Regions from separate parts of the Rattus norvegicus genome. Here region 2 is linked to region 1. The links are chromatin contacts, called in public Hi-C maps. All regions are on one chromosome and are shown on one strand. Each heading gives the region's core, a stretch centred on a gene start, on an enhancer-like site or on the middle of the called end of the contact. The rest is flanking DNA. Distances are from core to core; before and after follow the strand shown.

What was found. A called contact is a pair of places that touch in the nucleus more often than the background predicts.
Region 2: a Hi-C map of kidney shows a contact between it and region 1, with 4 times the contacts expected there. The contact joins the enhancer-like site here to the promoter of Prkacb in region 1. A contact is called at or near these places in 7 of 12 Hi-C or Micro-C datasets (the A7r5 cell line, the Rat2 cell line, frontal cortex and 4 more) and 1 of 1 datasets of contacts at active chromatin or transcription factors (oligodendrocytes).

Annotation. Positions count from the first base shown.
Region 1 is chr2:238,384,523-238,388,591 of GRCr8, forward strand. Prkacb (protein kinase cAMP-activated catalytic subunit beta) reads right to left here and starts at 1,793. Exons shown (of 10, transcript NM_001077645.1): 1 at 1,694-1,793. The coding sequence starts at 1,739.
Region 2 is chr2:238,487,656-238,491,724 of GRCr8, forward strand. Ttll7 (tubulin tyrosine ligase like 7) reads left to right here. Exons shown (of 22, transcript XM_039103873.2): 12 at 1,580-1,727; 13 at 1,914-1,987; 14 at 2,962-3,097. Among named protein-coding and RNA genes, the nearest start is that of Ttll7, 64 kb to the left of the region's middle. Within about 2 kb of position 2,231, at least 2 of the 93 cell types and tissues checked have an H3K27ac peak or open chromatin away from gene starts, as enhancers often do.

The DNA of each region.
Region 1 (4,069 bases), core at 543-3,042:
AACACCAGCACATCAGCTAACATTTCTCCAAATGGAGGCATGAGAGCTGATCCACAAATGCCTCATATGATTTCCCATGAGACATCTGCTACCTTCTTTCCACACTTCAGAATATTTTGCAAATTATTCTAAAGATCTTCAGTTTCTATAAATAAACTCACACACGACTTTGTCGTAGTTACCAGTTTAAATTCACATCATCTGGGGGAACTGGTTGGAAACATAATAGCAGAAATGTATAGACTACTGGAGAGTGGATTATCATTAAAAACACAAGAACTGTAAAGGCAGCTCTTGCTAAGAACATTCCTGGACTGATCCAACTATCAGGTTCATTTTCATAACTCACTCAGCATAGACTGGACAAGAGAAATAGGGGAAGGGTAATGTTAAGTGGATATAAAATTTTGTCATACTTCATTTTTTGTGAGTCTGTACGATTAGTTACTACATTTGCACAATTAATAAAGATAATACGGAAGTCCTAATTCTACATTGGCTTTTCAAATTGGCACATGCTCACCTACAGTTTGCACTACTGTCCATATAACTGTCCGGGAACAAACCATATTAATGAAACAACCCGCTAAATCTGACTTTGTGGTTTACATTCCACAAAAGCAATAGCTGGACCGTCTGTCGATTCAATTCTGCTGTATTCATGAGGATCAAAAGCTGTTTGTTTCAAGCTAATTACAGGATTAGCTGTATTCTTCTGCTATAAACACAGACATAACGGAAGATATTTTTTACAGAAACACGAACAAATTGTCAGACTTACTTCAAGGGCTGAGATGTCATTTACAATGTAACAAAAGACAAGTACTGTTCGTTAATTATTCTGAATTAGAAATTATGATATGAACCGTATAATGGCACACGATTTTTTCACAACCTGTTACACTACACGTGTATATGTGTGTGTTTACATATGAAACCGTGCTACTACACTTCCACGACTCTTGAAATTTTGTATAAAGTACTGAATGTCTGCACTTTGAGCTCTCAGAAGAAAGCACTTCAGCTCTGAAATACCTTTAAGTTTTACAGGCATCCTGGTGCATTCCTGGATGTCTAGAGTAAAAACAAAGCTGTCTCACTTTTTTTTTTCCCCTCGAATGGATAAAGTTGCTGCTTGTGTTTATGCTGCCATCCCTAATGTGGGTGAAGGAAAGAGCCTTAGACACTGAGGGTTAACGTCACCTTTGGAGACCCACACCCGGCACTCACCTTGTGATGAGATTGATATATAGATCCATGAGAAGTAACAAAAGAGCCAACTCAACCCAAACGCACTACCTGTAGCTCCCCTAAAAGAGGAGTTAGGGTGTTGGGGGCTCTGGGAAAAGGGAGAAGAGCTAAGGGTGCGATCACAAAAGGGACTTCTTTTAAGGACCATATTTGGGGAAGCTTTCCAGACCGTGGCAGCCCTCCTCGCTCTAGTAAAACAGGGGATCACAGGGACCGCGCGGCCCGCCTTCCCTCCAGCAAGCCCGGGAGCTCGGCCCTCACCCCCGAGCCTTAGTGGGGGAGGGGACAGAGGAGGCGGCTGGCCCCCGGGGCCCCTGGAATTGTTAGCTGCGGCCGCCGCGAGGCCTGGTCCGTGGCTCGCGGCCTTGGGGGACTCCGGCCCGGGGTGCTGCACCGCAGCCTATCCGGCGGGAACCCAGCCAGGGCCTTCAACTGGACTCACCGCTCTCCACTTCGCTGCCTTTCTTGGCGATCGCCGTGTTCCCCATGACCCGGGAGTCCGTAAGCAGGAGTGACGGAGGGGAGGGGACCGGGGCCGTCCCGCCGCCCCGCAGTCTGCAGCAACTCCTGCTTTTGTTTGACTCCCACAGACCCTGGAGCGCAGCGTCCGGGTGCACAGAGCGGCTGGGTGTCTAGAAGAGATGCTGCGAGCTCCCGGGCAGAAACCGGGACTGTGGCGGTGGCGGCGGCGCGCAGACACTCCCCCTTCCCGAGCCCGCCCTCCAGGCGCGTCCCCGACACTGCGCGTCCCCAGTAAACGCACACCCAAAGTGCGACCTCCGCCTCTTTCCGGGCGGGCGCGCCGGAAGTGACGTACGCAAGCGCCCCCCCCCCCCCGGTTGGACAGGAACCCCTCTGTGTAGCGCTGAAGTGGTAAATAATTGTTCTCCAGAGTGGATGCTGAGCTTGACCTCGGAGGCTAATCTCGAGGTTGCGAGGGACATGGAAACCGTTAGCTTGGAAGCACCCCAAATCCTTCCTCGGGGTGGTATCCGGTGCGGTAGAGCCAGACGCGGGGCACAGTGCCAGGGCTCGGCTTGCTCCCACATCCGTGCTGCGCGCGTTCCGCATACAAAGGTTGCTCACTCGGTGGCTAGAGGAATGTGCGTGCGCTCCTCCGCGTCCTGCGGACCCTGCTGATCCTTAGGTCAGCCTTGGCCAGGAACGCTGGCCAGCTGCCACTGGAACTTCTTTCCTTCGCTCTAATAGGTATTCTTCCAACACACTAGGTCTATCGCCAACTTTCTGGACAGGTTATTCCTTCCCGAGTTCGCTTTCCTTGGTCTCACCTAATCACCCTCTTCTGTCAGACTTTCTAAGGAGAGATGCGGGAATGTATTACTGTTTTTACACAAGTACGTTATGTGCATCATCAGAGTCACAAATTTCATGTGTAAATTTCAAAATAAATACATTCCCAATTGATTGTTGCGTTTTTATGCATCTTAGAGAACTTAAGTTTTCTGTAAGGTTATTAGATATTTAATCACCTAGCTCTCTAGTAGTTTTTGTACTGTATTCTTTTGAGCTTTGCTATCTAAGCAAGAATTCCAGACTTATAACAGAAAGATTAACTTCTGGAAGGTCAGAGACCATGTAAATTAATATCTGCAGCTCAAACTAAAATTGGGGTATAATGAACGGATGTCTGTTGACTGGAAAGTAAGTTAAGGAGATTTTTCTTAGAACGTTTTTAAAGTTTTGTTACTGGGGGGAAAAGCAGCGGTGACTGGAAGATTCTAAACAAAGTCATGTTTCTATTTCTTATTGGCAATTATGTTAAAGCCAAGCGTGCACACCAAGTATACTGCATTCTAAGTGTTGTACAAATAGTAAGTAATTTCCTCATAAAGTCTCTATGAAAATGTAGCGTTACTATCATTGTATTACTTAAGGTCCAGCGGGGGCACAGAGACATTAAAGGACTTACCTAAGTCGCACAGATATTACCTAATTAGAAGAATTTGAAATGAAGAAGGTAAATCCATACCATCTGGAAAAAATGCCAGAATGGTATATTTATTATTTTGGTTTTAAATGAATTGAGAAATTATAACTTAAGAATAGACCATTGTTTAGAGAAGATGTCGTTTACATACCAAGGTCAGAAAATAACTTTAATCACTCGATACTACTGATTGGGGCCACCACCAACTGGAATAAACTGTGATATAACTTTCAAACATACACACACACATACATATACATATATACATACATGTACATATGTATATCTTCAGACCATGCCAGAAACTTAGTGCGGTATCATCGACATATATATTTGTCCAATTAGTCCTTTCCAAATGTTTTATTTGTCCAAGGAAGTATGAAAATACTTTATCAGTCACTTCTTCAGATTTTACTTTTTGTGAAGATCTTCATGTCTTATAAAATTAATAATTTACCTGTTTCTCTGGCTAATCAGCTCTGATTTTTTTTTTTTTTTTTGGATTCCTACATCCAACCAAAGAACCCACACAAAAACTGAAGGGGGATAGTGTGATGCTTTGAATAGGTATGGCCCCCATAGACTCATGTGTTTGAGTGCTTGGCCACAGAGAATGTCTCTATTAGGAGGTGTGGCCTTGTTGGAGGAAGTGTGTCCTTGTGGGGTGGGCTTTGAGGTCTCTTGTGCTCGAGCTAAGGTCAGTGACACAGTCCCTCCTTGGCGACTGTGAATCAAAATGTAGAATTCTCAGCTCTATCACCAGGTCTGCCTGCAAGCTTCCATGCTTCCCACCATGATGACAATGGACTAAACCTCTGAAACTGTAAGCCAGCCCCAATTAAATGTTGTCCTTTGTAAGAGTTGCCTTGG
Region 2 (4,069 bases), core at 981-3,480, 100 kb after region 1:
TGATCCAACCTGCAGATAAGAGTTAGAAAAGGAGGGTTGGGGATTTAGCTCAGTGGTAGAGCGCTTGCCTAGCAAGCGCAAGGCCCTGGGTTCGGTCCCCAGCTCCGGAAAAAAGAAAAAAAAAAAAGAGTTAGAAAAGGAAATGGGTTTGTTTACAGTTCTGACTGGAGCAGAAGGAGGGGCATTCCAAGCTCCGCCCAAGTCAACTATAGCTGTGCTATTATTTATAAGACTAAACAAAAGCCAGGAGACACCACCTTCGTCCACTTGGCTGAACTGCACAGCGGCCATTTTCTTGCAGGCCCTTCCTCTCCTATCACCCCAGCAGGATATGTAATAGAGAAACTCTGATGCTTCTTTTTTTTAACTAATAAAAGACCTCTATGAAGAAAACCAAAAAGGTCCCTCATTCCCGTGCCCCTCCCCCACTTTCCCTTTTTATTTTTCTCTCTTCTTTTTCCTTTTGTCTCTGCTATGTACAAGTGATCATTTTAGAAGAACTGGGATCTTAAACATGAGGATGATGTTGATGGTGGAGGTGATGATGATGACGATGATAAATATCTCAGCCCTGGAATTTCCTCTCCCCTGAGCACACTCAACCGGACCCACAGTCGTCATGGGAACAGAAATATTCTCAGTCACTAACACCAGGAATCTGTCTTGTCCCTCACTTTACATCTGTCCTTTCCCCAAACTATTGTCTTTGGAAGAGCCATCCTTAATGGCTTCAGCGGGACACTCTGTAGCTTCCACAACTCTTCCTTCTTCGAACTGAGCAGACAGCACCCGTCTTTCCCCTTTGATTGGCATCCATGTCAGAGTAACGGCAACAGAAGCTATGACGGTGTCTAAGATTAGGGATGAGGGCTCTGGTTACGTCTCTGTGGCTGAGGGCAGCATTTATTTTGCTTTTCAATTTCCTTTGGATTCTACCATGCTGCATCTGCAGTGGCAAAGAAAGATCTCAGACTTAGTCGGGCTCCACACGGGAGGGACAGGAGAGGAGGGAGGTACAGAGGCAAATGTCCCCAAGCAGGGCTTCTTCTCTGCACACAGGGGAGTTGTTGCTAAATACTCACAGTTGAGCAAAACAATGGGAGGGATGTGGAGTCAATTTTCAAGCGATGACACTCCCTGGGGTTCCAGACCTGTCTGGAAGTGCACGAAAGAGTGTTCAGTCTAGCAGAGTGTAAACAAAACAAATTGGGAGAAGGAGGAGAGAGACACATTTGTCAATTACCTAGATTAAGTCTGGAGGGGGAAACAAAACACATCAGTGTGGCTTACGTTTAAGAGAGAGGGAGACAGATTCAGCATTTAATTCACCAAAGACTATAGATGTTGCATTTCCAGGATGAACTATGAAGCCAGGAGCTGTGGACTCTTCAAGATATACAGGATTTCTATCTCCTTCCATACAGAGCCCCTTTCCTTGATGGTTAGATGTATGTGAAGATATCATCTTACCAGTTCTCTTCCTGGTTCAGCATGTGTCCTCACCTGCAGCTCCTTCTCAGGGGGATGCCATCAGAAGTTCTCTGAGGTGAGAGTCACGGTCTTGTGTTTTACATTTCAGGACCAGCGATAAAAGGAAAAACTTAGCCAAGCAAAAGGCAGAGGCTCAGAGAAGGCTGTATGGTCAAAATCCAATAAGAAGGCTTTCGCCAGGCTCCTCCGACTGGGAACAGCAGAGGCACCAGCTGGAGAGGCGGAAAGAAGAGTTGGTATGGGCGCCAGGCTTGGGGTCTTGGCTTTTTATTCCGACTTGTGCTGTGGCAGAGTGAACCCATGCTAGGCAAGCGGTCTGCCACAGAGCCGCACTCCGGCCTGCTGGGGACATTTTAATGACTCCTTAACAATTTCAACTGCATGACCTAGCATAATTTTTATAAACATCTGTTCATTTTTAGAAAGAGAGACTCCTTCAAGTACGAAAGCAGATTTCCCAAGAAGAACATGAAAACCGACACATGGGGAATTACAGGTAGACACTGCTGCCAGTTTGTTTTGTTGTTGTTGTTGTTTTGTTTTTCTGAGACCAAAGAGGTGGTACTTCATTCTAACCTTTTTCTGTGTATTTTAAGAGCTGTGCTTGCTTTGTTAGAAACAGCTTTCACACACTATGTTTCAGAACACGAAAGGGTATCTGCAGGTAGATGGCTCTGGCTTGACGGAGCTCCCGTTGGCTGGCCCAGCTTCTGCTCTGCCCGGAGAGTCTTTCAGCCAACCTTTTCTGTGACTGTCCTTGGTCATTATGTAGTATTTTAAGAACAGCAAATGTCAAGGCTCCTAGTACTCTTTCTGGCAGTTTCTGGCGACTGCTGTACTTCCTTAACAACTAGGCAAACTAAGAAAGCATTTGAAGGAGATGGGAGAGTGGGTGAGGGAGATTGTCACAAAATACCCCTGGAAAGAACAAAGAGGAACTCCTTAATATTATGGGAAAGATGGTCCCTCCTCCCAGCCTGACATTGCCACATGAGGACTTAGCAAAGGGCGGGGAAGGGGGTTCAGATTTTCTTACCCTTTCTGGTAGACAGTCTTCCCTGACGTCAACACCTCCATAGCAGCCAGGAGAGGGGAAGATACTTTTCCCATTCTGCCTCCACTCTATTTTCATTTCCTTACCCCTGAAAGATTGTTCAGACGAGTACATGCAATCCTACATACTTGTTTGTATGTTGAGACTGTGTTATCCCAGCTCCTCAGGACACTTACCAAGTTCAGTATTTCACCAACTTCTCCAGTCACCATTCTTCAAACACTTCAGGGAAACTTCTCTCCATAAATGTTAAGTGGTGTACCAGATGGCTACCCCTTAACCATCCACATCTGTTTCTAGCACCTAGGTGGCCCAGAGCAGGGAGGGCGACGGCCTTTTAAACCTGGTGATCTTGACTACTGAATTGGGTTAGACTCTTTTAAGCAAATGGGTTTCTCTGATTTCCTTTCCTGTAGGAGAATTTATCCTCCAGAAGATAAAACACTGCTTGAGAAGTATGAAGGTCTGCTGGCTGTCGCCTTCCAGACCTTCCTCTCGGGAAGAGCGACTTCCTTCCATCGAGAGATGAACAATCCTCTGAAGAAGATGCGGGTGAGGATGAGCTTTTGCGTACAGCGAAGGGAGAGCCAGGCAGTGTGTCCTTAGCAAAGGACCCAGCTTAGGCTGAAGATATGGCTCAGTTGGTAGAAGCGTGAAGATCTGATTCCAAATCCTCTATACCCAAGTACAAAGCCTGTTGTAAGCACGCATGTGTCTGTAACCCCAGCCTCATGGCGCATAAACAGGAAGATCCCTGGGCATTACCAGCTGCCAACCTGGTTCAGATTCAGGGAGAGACCCTGTCTCAAGGGAACGAGGCGGAGTGGTAGACACAGAACCCTCACTGACTTCTGTACACACAAACACACACATACAAACACATGCACACACATGCATGCAAGTAGACATACATAAACACACACACATACATGTACACACACAAGCATGCATACAGACATACACACATACATATATACACATGTGCACACATATTTGCATACAGAGATACACAGACATACACACATGCACATATACCTGCACCGACATCCACAAAGACATATGCACAAACATGCACACATGCACATACACATGTACAAATATACACATGTACACATACAAGCATGCACACAGATATATACACATAAACACACCAATACATTCACAAACATACACGTACACACACTTTTACTTGCACAGAGACACATGTGCATGCACATAGAGTCGTACACACATGCACATAGACCTATACATACACACACATACACACACATACACACATACACACACATACACACACATACACACACATACACACACATACACACACATACACACACATACACACACACATACACACACATGGTGGACACCAGCTAAGCTTTACATATAGAAACACTTTACCTTTATGATGTTCTTGATTCTTTTCTTCTTAAGAGGTGGTCACATTTCAGAGCTAACCAAGTGGCTTCATCAATAAGATGCATAACAGGACACACTTCAGGCAGATGATTCTGATAGTGTGTT